Linked DNA regions of Sus scrofa: region 1 is linked to region 2. The links are chromatin contacts, called in public HiChIP or PLAC-seq maps. All regions are on one chromosome and are shown on one strand. Each heading gives the region's core, a stretch centred on a gene start, on an enhancer-like site or on the middle of the called end of the contact. The rest is flanking DNA. Distances are from core to core; before and after follow the strand shown.

Evidence for each region. HiChIP or PLAC-seq counts read pairs in DNA pulled down with a chosen protein or histone mark.
Region 1: a contact with region 2 is called in an H3K27ac HiChIP or PLAC-seq map of skeletal muscle. The contact joins two enhancer-like sites. A contact is called at or near these places in 5 of 47 Hi-C or Micro-C datasets (embryonic fibroblasts, heart right ventricle, psoas muscle and 1 more) and 1 of 2 datasets of contacts at active chromatin or transcription factors (skeletal muscle).

What each region holds. Positions count from the first base shown.
Region 1 is chr1:28,079,763-28,084,605 of Sscrofa11.1, forward strand. The region is part of intron 3 of PDE7B (cAMP-specific 3',5'-cyclic phosphodiesterase 7B); the gene reads right to left. Among named protein-coding and RNA genes, the nearest start is that of MTFR2, 170 kb to the left of the region's middle. Within about 2 kb of position 2,594, at least 10 of the 83 cell types and tissues checked have an H3K27ac peak or open chromatin away from gene starts, as enhancers often do. A contact at or near this core is called in skeletal muscle, where this site is marked.
Region 2 is chr1:27,930,850-27,935,841 of Sscrofa11.1, forward strand. It overlaps LOC102158075 (a long non-coding RNA gene), which reads right to left. Exons shown (of 2, transcript XR_297933.3): 2 at 4,241-4,460. It also overlaps a transcript of MTFR2 not described here. Among named protein-coding and RNA genes, the nearest start is that of MTFR2, 25 kb to the left of the region's middle. Within about 2 kb of position 3,197, at least 3 of the 83 cell types and tissues checked have an H3K27ac peak or open chromatin away from gene starts, as enhancers often do. A contact at or near this core is called in skeletal muscle, where this site is marked.

The DNA of each region.
Region 1 (4,843 bases), core at 1,344-3,843, 150 kb after region 2:
ATTTTGAGCCAATTCTTTTATTGTTTTAGCAGTCTCCCATCTCCTTTGCCCCTTGTTGGTGACCTCAGTTCTTGAGGGTTTTAAGGTTTGAGATACAAATCAGCTTACTTTGTCCAGGTTTCCCCTTCCTACACCTAGTGGTACAAAGAAATAAACAAAACTCTCCCTCACATCTCCCTCACATCCCCTTTTAATTTTCTAAATACAGCTCTTGCTTATTGGTGCCTCCTTTTATACTTGTTTTCTTTACGGGCTTATTCATTTTTTTAAATTGTTGCCCCATTATGGGATTTGGGGATAAACAGGTATATTCACTCTACCACACTTATCTGTCTTTTAAAAAGTAAAGACAAAACATGTTATCCCTGCATAGATGCAGAAATTGAGACACAGAATGTAAGATACATAATCAAAATCCTAGATAAATTGGTGGTGTAGTTAGGGCTAAAGTTTCCTTTCTCTGCCTCTGGCCAGTGCTGCCTCTTCTTGAGCTACTGTCTGTCCTTGAGGGTTTGTTATGTAACCCAAGTAACTCTTCTCAACAATGGGTACCATTCCCAGAGATTATGCCAACAAGAGGGCCTCCAAGAAAAGGAAAAGGATGAAAGGGAAGGGGCAGTTAGGGAGAGAAGAAGGCCATCAAGCCACATGTATTGTAGGTAGTCTGAATTGCAATCTGCAACCACACTTTACCCAGAATTAGGTTGTCAAATGATAAAATGGTGCCACTGCAAATTAGAACACACAAAGCCCCATACAGCTGGTGGAGAGATGGCACAGCTCTCATCTTTGTTAAAAGGAGGGGGAGAATGAGAAGCATCATGGTCATGAGTGTGTCACAGCTATTGTGCCAGCTCTAAAATATCTCATTTATTATGTACAAGAAGGAGAAGTCATCAACTGTTCAATCCGCTTTTTTTTTTGCGTGTGATGAGGGCTTTCACTTTGCCTAACGCTTTGTAATCCTAGTACACTGGTAATAATTCACACAATATTGCAGCTGTCAGAGAACCAAGATAATTTTCTGATGCCTTTAGTCCTTTAATGCTTTGAACAATTCAAACTCAAAAGAGCCTAAAATATGCTTTTGCTGTGGCTAAAGACAAGCAACTCAGGGGAGGAGCGTCTGAGGCGCAGACAGACACAGAGAGACTGTGGCTTGAAAACATTTTATTTATTGACAAAAATGTCAATCAAAGTCTTTGATTTTGTAAAGCTGTTTCAGAACTTTCCCCTCATTAGAGTTAGCAACCAAATGATCTCATGTAGGGGAAAGAAATCTAGTTTTCCCAAATTCCTTTTGTTATTGGAATGGGGTGGGAATGAATTCTACTCCAAAGAATTAGGTCTACTGGGTAGCATGTGGGAAGTAAAATTTTTCATTTGATTCAGATATGGAATTTCTGATGAAATTTCATTTTTTTCCTATTTGCATTTTATTTTCATAACAAGTTTTTTATAAAATATGTTGAGGTTCTCAGTTAGAAAGATATAAATTATCATTATCCATGGCCACTTTAATACATTTTGGTGATATGTTTCTAGATTTAAACTCTATGTGGCTATAAAGATGCTATAATCAGCTGAATTGTGCCACCACCCAAATTTACATGTTAAAATCCTACCTCCCAGGACCTTAGGATATGATAGTATTTGGAGATAGGGTTTTTTTTTGTTGTTGTTGTTATTATTATTATTATTTTTTGCTTTCTAGGGCCACACCTGTGGCATATGGAGGTTCCCAGTCTAGGGGTTGAATTGGAACAGCAACACCAGATCTGAGCTGCGTCAGTGACCTCCACCACAGCTCATGGTAACACTGGATCCTTAACCCACTGAGTGAGGCCAGGGATCGAACCCTTGTCCTTATGGATGCTAGTCAGGTTTGTTACCACTAAGCACAATGGGAACTCCGGAGATAGGGTCTTTAAAAGGGTAGTTAAAAGTAAGGACCTTAGGGTGAGCCCTAATCCAGTAAAACTGGTGTCCTGATAAGAAGAGGAAATTTGGACACAGACAAGCAAAGAGAGTTGACCATGTGAGGAGGATGGCCATCTGCCAGTCAAGGAGAGAGAACTCAGAAGAAACCAATCCTGCAGACACCTGAGACTTTTAGCCTCCAGCATGGTGAGAAAACACATTGCTATCTATGGCTTAAGCTACCCAGTCTGTTATAGCAGCCCTAGCAAAATTATACAGAGATCCTTAATTTTGTGACTCAGGAAAGAAAATTTCACCTTTATTTAACCCAGTCACACTCTTTACACAAAAAGGGAGTGTGTCTTTACTACAGATTACCCCAAGACCTCTCACAGTGCCTGGTACAGAGAGGCACTGTGTAACATGTGTTGAGCTATGTACACTCTCCTTATCATCATTCGGATGGAAGTCCTCTGTTGTAGCCCAAGGTGTGTGATACGGCGGGCCAAGAATGGGTAACAGTGACTTGGACTGTGAAATGAAAGCCAGGTTTAAGTGCAGCCACCCCTGCTGACATTGCCACTTCAGAGAGTCCATCAACACACTTGAACCAGGAGAGCAGGCCAAAGCGACAGAAGAAGTAGAGCTCTCAGACTAGAGCAGCCACAAGCAGCACTGCTCCCTGGAGCTTCTCCAGAAAGAGAAGGGTGCTCTGAGGGGTTGGCTATTAGCTGTTCCTATCAGAATGCACAGGTGAGCCAAGAAAAACCACATGACCAGCTTTAGCAAGAGCTGCTGACAAGCCTGAAGATCCAAAACAGACACCTGACCCACGTCTGTTGTCAAGACATTATCGGCCATGGCAACCAGGCCAGTTTCCACTGAGCATGCTCGTCTACAGCTTAAGTGAAAAGGATCAAGAAAGTCAGGATTCCAAATATCACTAGCATCACTCTGTCAGTTCTTCTCCTGTGACCTTTCTCCAAGGCAGACATGTAATGACAAAATGAAAGCTAGCCAGACTATCTACGTCCAGAAAAGTCTGAAGTGGTCTAGCCTCTGTCTGAAACACCCTGTCCTACCAGTTGGTCACAGTCTTTCCAAACGGTAACGTGGCACCATGAAACTTATGCTAAAACCAATTAAGGCAAAATACAGTTATTGGAAGACATTTTTTCCTTTCTTAAGATCAACAGAAAAATAAAGGAACAGCATTCAAGTGTCAGCAAATGCTTTGAGCTATTTAATCAGCGCCCTCCTCTCCGGCTATTTCCTGTCACTGACTCTTCTTCAGCCCCTTCATAGCGCTGATGACAAGTTCCATCTGTCTCTTCCCTGTCTCTCTTCCACCCTCTCTCTTTCCTTATTTTCTGTTTCCCTCCTTAAACTGTGGCTTCGGCGAGGACAGGAACTGTTAGTCGTGTTTGCCAATGTATGTTTAGGACCAATTATAGCACTTACTGAATAATAGATGCTCAGTATTTGCTGAGTGACTGAATTGATCAAAAATGTCAATGGAAAGACACTGATACCTATTTAGTGCTTACTGTGCTGTGCGCTGTCACAAACTCATCTTATTGAATCTTCAAATATTAAACTGATGTATTCTGAACATCATTTTTCTGATGAGAAAACTGAGGCCCAGAGAAACATCATTTTTTGGTGTTTCTGTGGGAGGAACACTAACTCTGTTTCTTACTCTAGCACTTTGAAAATAAAATCCCTAAGACTCTGGAATTCGACTTGATTTTATACGTATATGTGTGAATCTCCCCCTACTCCCCAACTCTGCCCCGGCATCTATTTTACTTTTGCTTCTGTCCAACCTTTCTGATGCTTTAGTGATGCTAAACTCTGAGAAATGCTGAGGTGAAGGTGGAGGTTGGCTGCAGAGACCATGGCAGCTCAGCTACAAAAGAGCCTCTGTAATTCTGTTTTCATTGGTTATTTTCAATATATTTATTGGTTGTTAAACTGAATCATGTTGACTGTCCCCGGCCAAGTTTCTTACGGTGCAAATGGCACATTAACCATGCAGCTATAGTGAAAGGAATTAGTACTCCTAGGTGAGTGCTTGAAACTGAAATAGCGATGGGTAAGCCATGAGTGGGTCGAAGGTTCAAGGCGATCTTTTCCAAACCTCTCTGGTTTGGAAATCTAACTAGAAACCTCCTGGGGTCAAGGCTTCTGATGAGATTCCTGGAGCTTCTTGGTCCAGGCGTGGGTTTGGAATACTTGGGAAATGGTCGACCACAGGGATCTCAGGGCTCCTCATTCTGGCTTGGTTGGGAAGTGCTGAGCTGCATGAAAAGTAGGACACTTGAGGGGGTGGTGGAGACTTTTTCAAACCTCAACAGGAATTTCAATTGTTCATTTTGGACAGGAGTTTGGGTTTGGTTCCTACGTCAGCCCAAATAATTTGTTTTCCTTGACTGGAAATTTTTTTGATTGGAGTCATCAGTGTTCAAGTAATACAGTATTTTCAGTTTGAAGATAATGAAAAAGTCAATATGCTTTAAAGTTTTTAAAAGTCAGAGCACCATTCTAAGTGATCAGTGTTTTATTTTTTTCTTTGCTAAAGTATACAAAAATATGGCATAAATGAATGCCTAAAATGCTATTCTAGCTGGATCAATTATTGACCTTTTAAAATAAAGGAGTTTAGAGTTCACGTGAAATTTTTTTCTTCAAGCAATACTGTTAGTCATGAGATTTGATTATGCCAGCATTAGTATCTGAGACCGCATATTAATATAATCACATACAATGTGAAAAATATAGGTCTGAAGTTAAACTGAGTGGATATTAATAAAGCTTAATAAATATTCTACCTGGATATCATTGTGAAATTATGCATAATTTGGCTTAGCCTATCAATTCTAATCCAAAGGAATTCAAATGTGATGTACTTCTTCTGCTGTTC
Region 2 (4,992 bases), core at 1,947-4,446:
TATTTGTTTAGACTTTGTCTTTTTCCTGAAAGTGTTTAAGACCATTTACAAGGATGTCTATAATGCTTGGCAAAATTAACAGGAAACTTCAAGAGGGAAAAAACTTCTGGCTGCAGTTTTCTCTATTTGCCACAAGAGGGAAGTATAGCATTAGAGAGCATCTAGGCTGGTGAAACTACTAACCAGTTACCACATCTTTGGATGTCACATTTTTAGAAGTTATAGACAAAATGGGGTTGGATTTAGCATAACTTGCAAAAATTTTACTTTAAAGCATAATCATGAATTACAAATGACCAATGGCGATGGCCTTTATAGATCTGAGATTACTCATCAAACTAGATCAACTTTTTAAAAAAAAATTTTAGTTGATTTACGAAGACTCAGGTGTACAGAAAAGTGATTCAGTTACACATAACTGGATCAGATTCTTTTCCACTATAGGTTATTACAAAATATTGAATATAGTTCCCTCTGCTATACAGTAGATCCTTGTCGTTTACCTACCTTACATATAGGAGAATGTAACTGTAATCTCAAACTCCCAAATTATCCCTCCCCAGTCTTTTCCCCCTTTGGTAACCACTTTCTATGTCTGTGAGTCTCTTTCTGTTTTATAAAAAAGTTTATTTGTATTATGTTTTTAGACTGCACATATAAGTGATATCATGTGATATTTGTCTTTGCCTAACTTATTTCACTTAGTATAATAATCTCTAGGTCCATCCATGTTGCTGCAAATGGCATTATTTTATTCTTTTTCAATGGCTAAGTGATATTCGTGTGTGTGTGTGACCTTATCTTTATCTGTTGATCTGTCAACAGACATTTTGTTTGCTTCCATGTCTTGGCTATTGTAAGTTGAGCTGCTGTGAACATTGGAGTGTGTGTATCTTTACAATTCAACTCTTTTACCAACAAAAAAATTCTGTATAATTCAAGGATAAGGCAAGAGAGAGTATTGCTTAATTGTTAAAGATCACGGTGAGATTCTTTTAAGTTCTTCAGTGTGAGTACAGCTATTCATTTTACCACTAGAGAAAAGCATGTCTTGTTATACTAGAATTATGTTAAATTATTAGAATAGAACAATAACAGATTATAGTTTTTGCTTTTCTTCCAGTAAAAACTGGTAGAATTTTTAATATGTATACCATAACTTCTACTTGCAAATTTGTGTTTCCAAAGATATTGTAATTGTTTAAAAGATCACCCTCTCCTCCTCCCCCGCCCCTTTTGTGTTAGCCCATCATCTGCCTCCAGTTGTGATAAGCTGTGTCAAAAGCTAATCCAGAGAGGGGTAGCAGCGATTTCAGATCCACCTGCTGTGGCTTGGAATTATGGTATGGAGAGTCCCCTGAGTGGGATGGCACTCTGTCCCATATCATTTCAGCCTTTGGCTAGATTCCTGCCTGGTCCCCCACTAACGACCCTTGAATTCCCCCCTTATGGTCAGATTCTGCCCTAAACAGCTGGTGGCCAGAGAACCTGTGCTATGCCTGCTCTTGCCAGCCCTTCTTCTGGAAACCAGGTCATGTCTTCTGCCTTCCATGGTCCTGCTGCCTGTGGTCAATGATGATCATCAGTCATGGTGGCTAAATTGGTTGAACACTTAGTTCGTGTTGATCTCTGCACTAGACCCTTTGTGAGTGTTAATTTGTTAAGTCATACTCCCTTTTTACAGATGAGGAAACCGAGGAGTAGAGCGGTTTAGTACCTTAGGTCATGCTACTAGTAAGCTGCTAAGCTAGGTTTCAAACTCTGGGTTCCAGAATCTGAGTTCTTGCATGATAAACCAGCCCCTCCCAATGGATAACGCCACCACCTCATCTGATCTCCAAAGACAACGAGTAAATTTTGGACTCCAAAGCACTATGCTAGTGTATGTAACTCTATGGCATTTGCTGTTTTTGCCCCTTGGGGATTCTTCCTTATCTTTTAAGACACAGCTTAAAGAGCATTTTTCTTAGAGTCTTTTCTGACTCTCCTTCTCCCCTAAGCCCTCCAGGAGTATGACCACTTCCCAACAACTGGGTGTTTTCTTTGCTGCTGGATTTGTTGCAGTTCTATTTGCTTTCCAGTCTGTCTCGCTCCAACTCCACTGGGCACTTTCGAACAAGGTGAAGATAGAAACTGGGTTTAATTCATCTCATTTCCTCCTTTATCCAAAGTGCAGTCATATCAGCAATTAGTGAACAGTTTAATGTGTTAAGAATGATGCTTAGGATACAGGTTCTCTCATCTAATCCACAACCTTTCAAGAGCCAGAGAGAACAAACTTGTGGTTGCCAAGAGGCAAGAGGGAGGGAGTGGGATGTATAGGGAGATGCAAACTGTTGCTTTAGAATGGATAAGCAGTGAGGTCCTACTGTACATCACAGGGGACGTATCCAATCTTGTGGAATAGAACATGATGGAAGAGAGTATGAAAAAAGAATATATATATATATGTATGTATGTGTGTGTGTATATATATATACACACATATATATATGTATGACTGGGTCACTGCTGTATGGCAGAAATTGGCACAACACTATAAATCAACTATAAAAAATTTAAAAAGGCTGGTTTTGTTTAAAAAAGAGAGAAAGATTTTTATCCCCATTTTATAGATGACAATGGAGCTCAGAGAATTGAGTGGAAGAGCTGGGACTGAACCCAGGTTTGCCGACCTCAGAGCATGTGCGTATAACTAGGAGACCCTGTGACAAATGTGATAGAAAATGACTTGATATAAACTCATTTACTTAAAGTTACATCTGTTTCTTAGCAACAGATTTTATGCAAAAGCATAAAAAGTAATGCAAGTAAATTGCTCAAATGCAAGTAGCCAGATGATTTCAGAGCTAGCGTTTAAATCAGAGCTCCTGAGGCCGGGGATGTGGCCTTCAGTCTTTGTGGTCCATGTTTGGAGGGAAAGATCTCACTAAGTCCAGGACTCTTGGCCAGTAGGTCAGGCTGGAACCACTGACTGCCTGAACCAACACAGGATGGTAAGGCCTTTGGCCCTCACAGGACCACCAGCGTTGGGCACGTGGTTAACACCCCGGACCACACGTGGACCCCAGTGAACACGTCTCTGGCCACCCAGATTTCTTCCCACTTTCTGCTGGCTCTGTGTCCCTGTATGCATCCCAGAAGAGCCTGCCCAAGAATTGCCTCAGAGTCTTTGGAAAACTACTTCAGCAAGAGTATCTATTTCTCCTCTGAGGATGAATTTGATTTCTGGAAGGAGACAAGTGCCAAACCTGATGAATGAGTGGATGAGCAAGCTCAATGAAATCACGACTGGTCACAAATGACGTACGACTTCAAATCATTCAAGTGGTTTTCTTGCAGAGATTGCTGTAATCTAGTTGTGAAGGCATTTCCTGAAGATGGATTCCAAAAAATATTTTTGAGCAATGGCTACACTGGGTGCATTAGCTGGGATGAATTTTGGAAGCAAAATACTCATTTCAAGTACAGAATTTCTGATGAAAGTGTTAGTGCCCCAGTCCCAAGACTTTAAAATCATCCATGGGTTTAGTGATTGATAGGGCCTGGATAGATAGGTGTTTGGATCTAAGATTCGAAAAATTAGTTTTAACAGATGATAGAATAAAACTTTGGATGGAGATAAAATAGTCTTGTCTACTTCGATCAAAAGCAGGTTAGTTTTGACAAAACTACTGAAGAATTATATCATAAACACTTCTGTTTTTCTTTATTTCTTTAAGATATACATGGGACTTACCCGTTATTTTCTATTCAAACTGAGTATTACAACGAAATTTAGTCATTAAAAAAGTAAACAGGGGAGTTCCTGTGGTGGGGCAGTGGTAACAAATCTGACTAGTTTCCATGAAGATGAGGGTTCAATCTCCGGCTTTGATCAGTGGGTTAAGGATCCAGTGTTGCCATGAGCTGTGGTTTATGTTGCAGATGAGGCTCAGATCTGGTATTGCTGTGGCTATGGCTGTTGCTGGCAGCTACAGCTCTGATTTGACTTCTGGCCTGGAAACTTCCATGTGCCATGGGTGTGGCCCTGAAAAGAAAGAAAAAAAAAGGCAGATGGAAGGTAAAATATCACAGACGTGGATTTCTTTTCCTTTAATGATACCTGCCTGCTGCCTGGGAATCCCTAACCCCACAAATTGTTAACACTGGTGATAATCAGTTGGACAGGAAAAAAATTATTTTGTTCAATTCTGCCGTTCTTTGAGCATTTCACCCATACCACATGCTGTGTGGACCGTTTCATGGTTTTTAGCACAAGCTTTATTTCGTAAGATTTCCAGCTTTAGCCTTTTTCAACCTGATTTCAAAGTGAGAGTTTTAGGAACGCATATTAAAACGGGCTCCTGTGAATTCTGTTGTCGTTGTTCACCTCCTTTTCCTCCATCTCCCTGTGATGGGGGAAGTTGTGATGGGTTGAGAGAGCCCAGACTGGGTCCTGGAGACTGGAGAGCTGGTCACTGTGAAGATACAAATGTATCAAATAATATTAGGCAAGTTTTTAATGCTTTTGGCCTCAATGTCCTTCTCTATAGATGAAGACTTTGAAAAAAAAAACTCTATGACTAAAACAAAAGTGTGTTTTTGGAAGGTTATACCACCTACCTATTATCCCTTATTATTGTGGAATAAATGTCTTAAGTACATTGACCTTCCTTTGATCACTTGGACAGGTCCAAGATGGCACTTCCATTCTTGCATTTATTCTATTTAAAGGCCTGAAATATTTTTCTCTTGCCCAATTAATTTGCAGGACATCAATTATCCCTTAAGGACAATGAACCATGAAACATTTCTATTTCATAGTTATGCCTCTTGTCATAATCACACTGGTTTGTTTCTTTGATGGGAAGTGAGTGGGGGTTGGGGGGTGGGGTGGGACAGAATTTCTGTATTTATATATTTAATGAAACTATTCCAATAGTAACCCTTACTTAGCCTAACTTATAAATATTGAGAGTTTAGGTAAAACAGGTATCACTAGGATATATC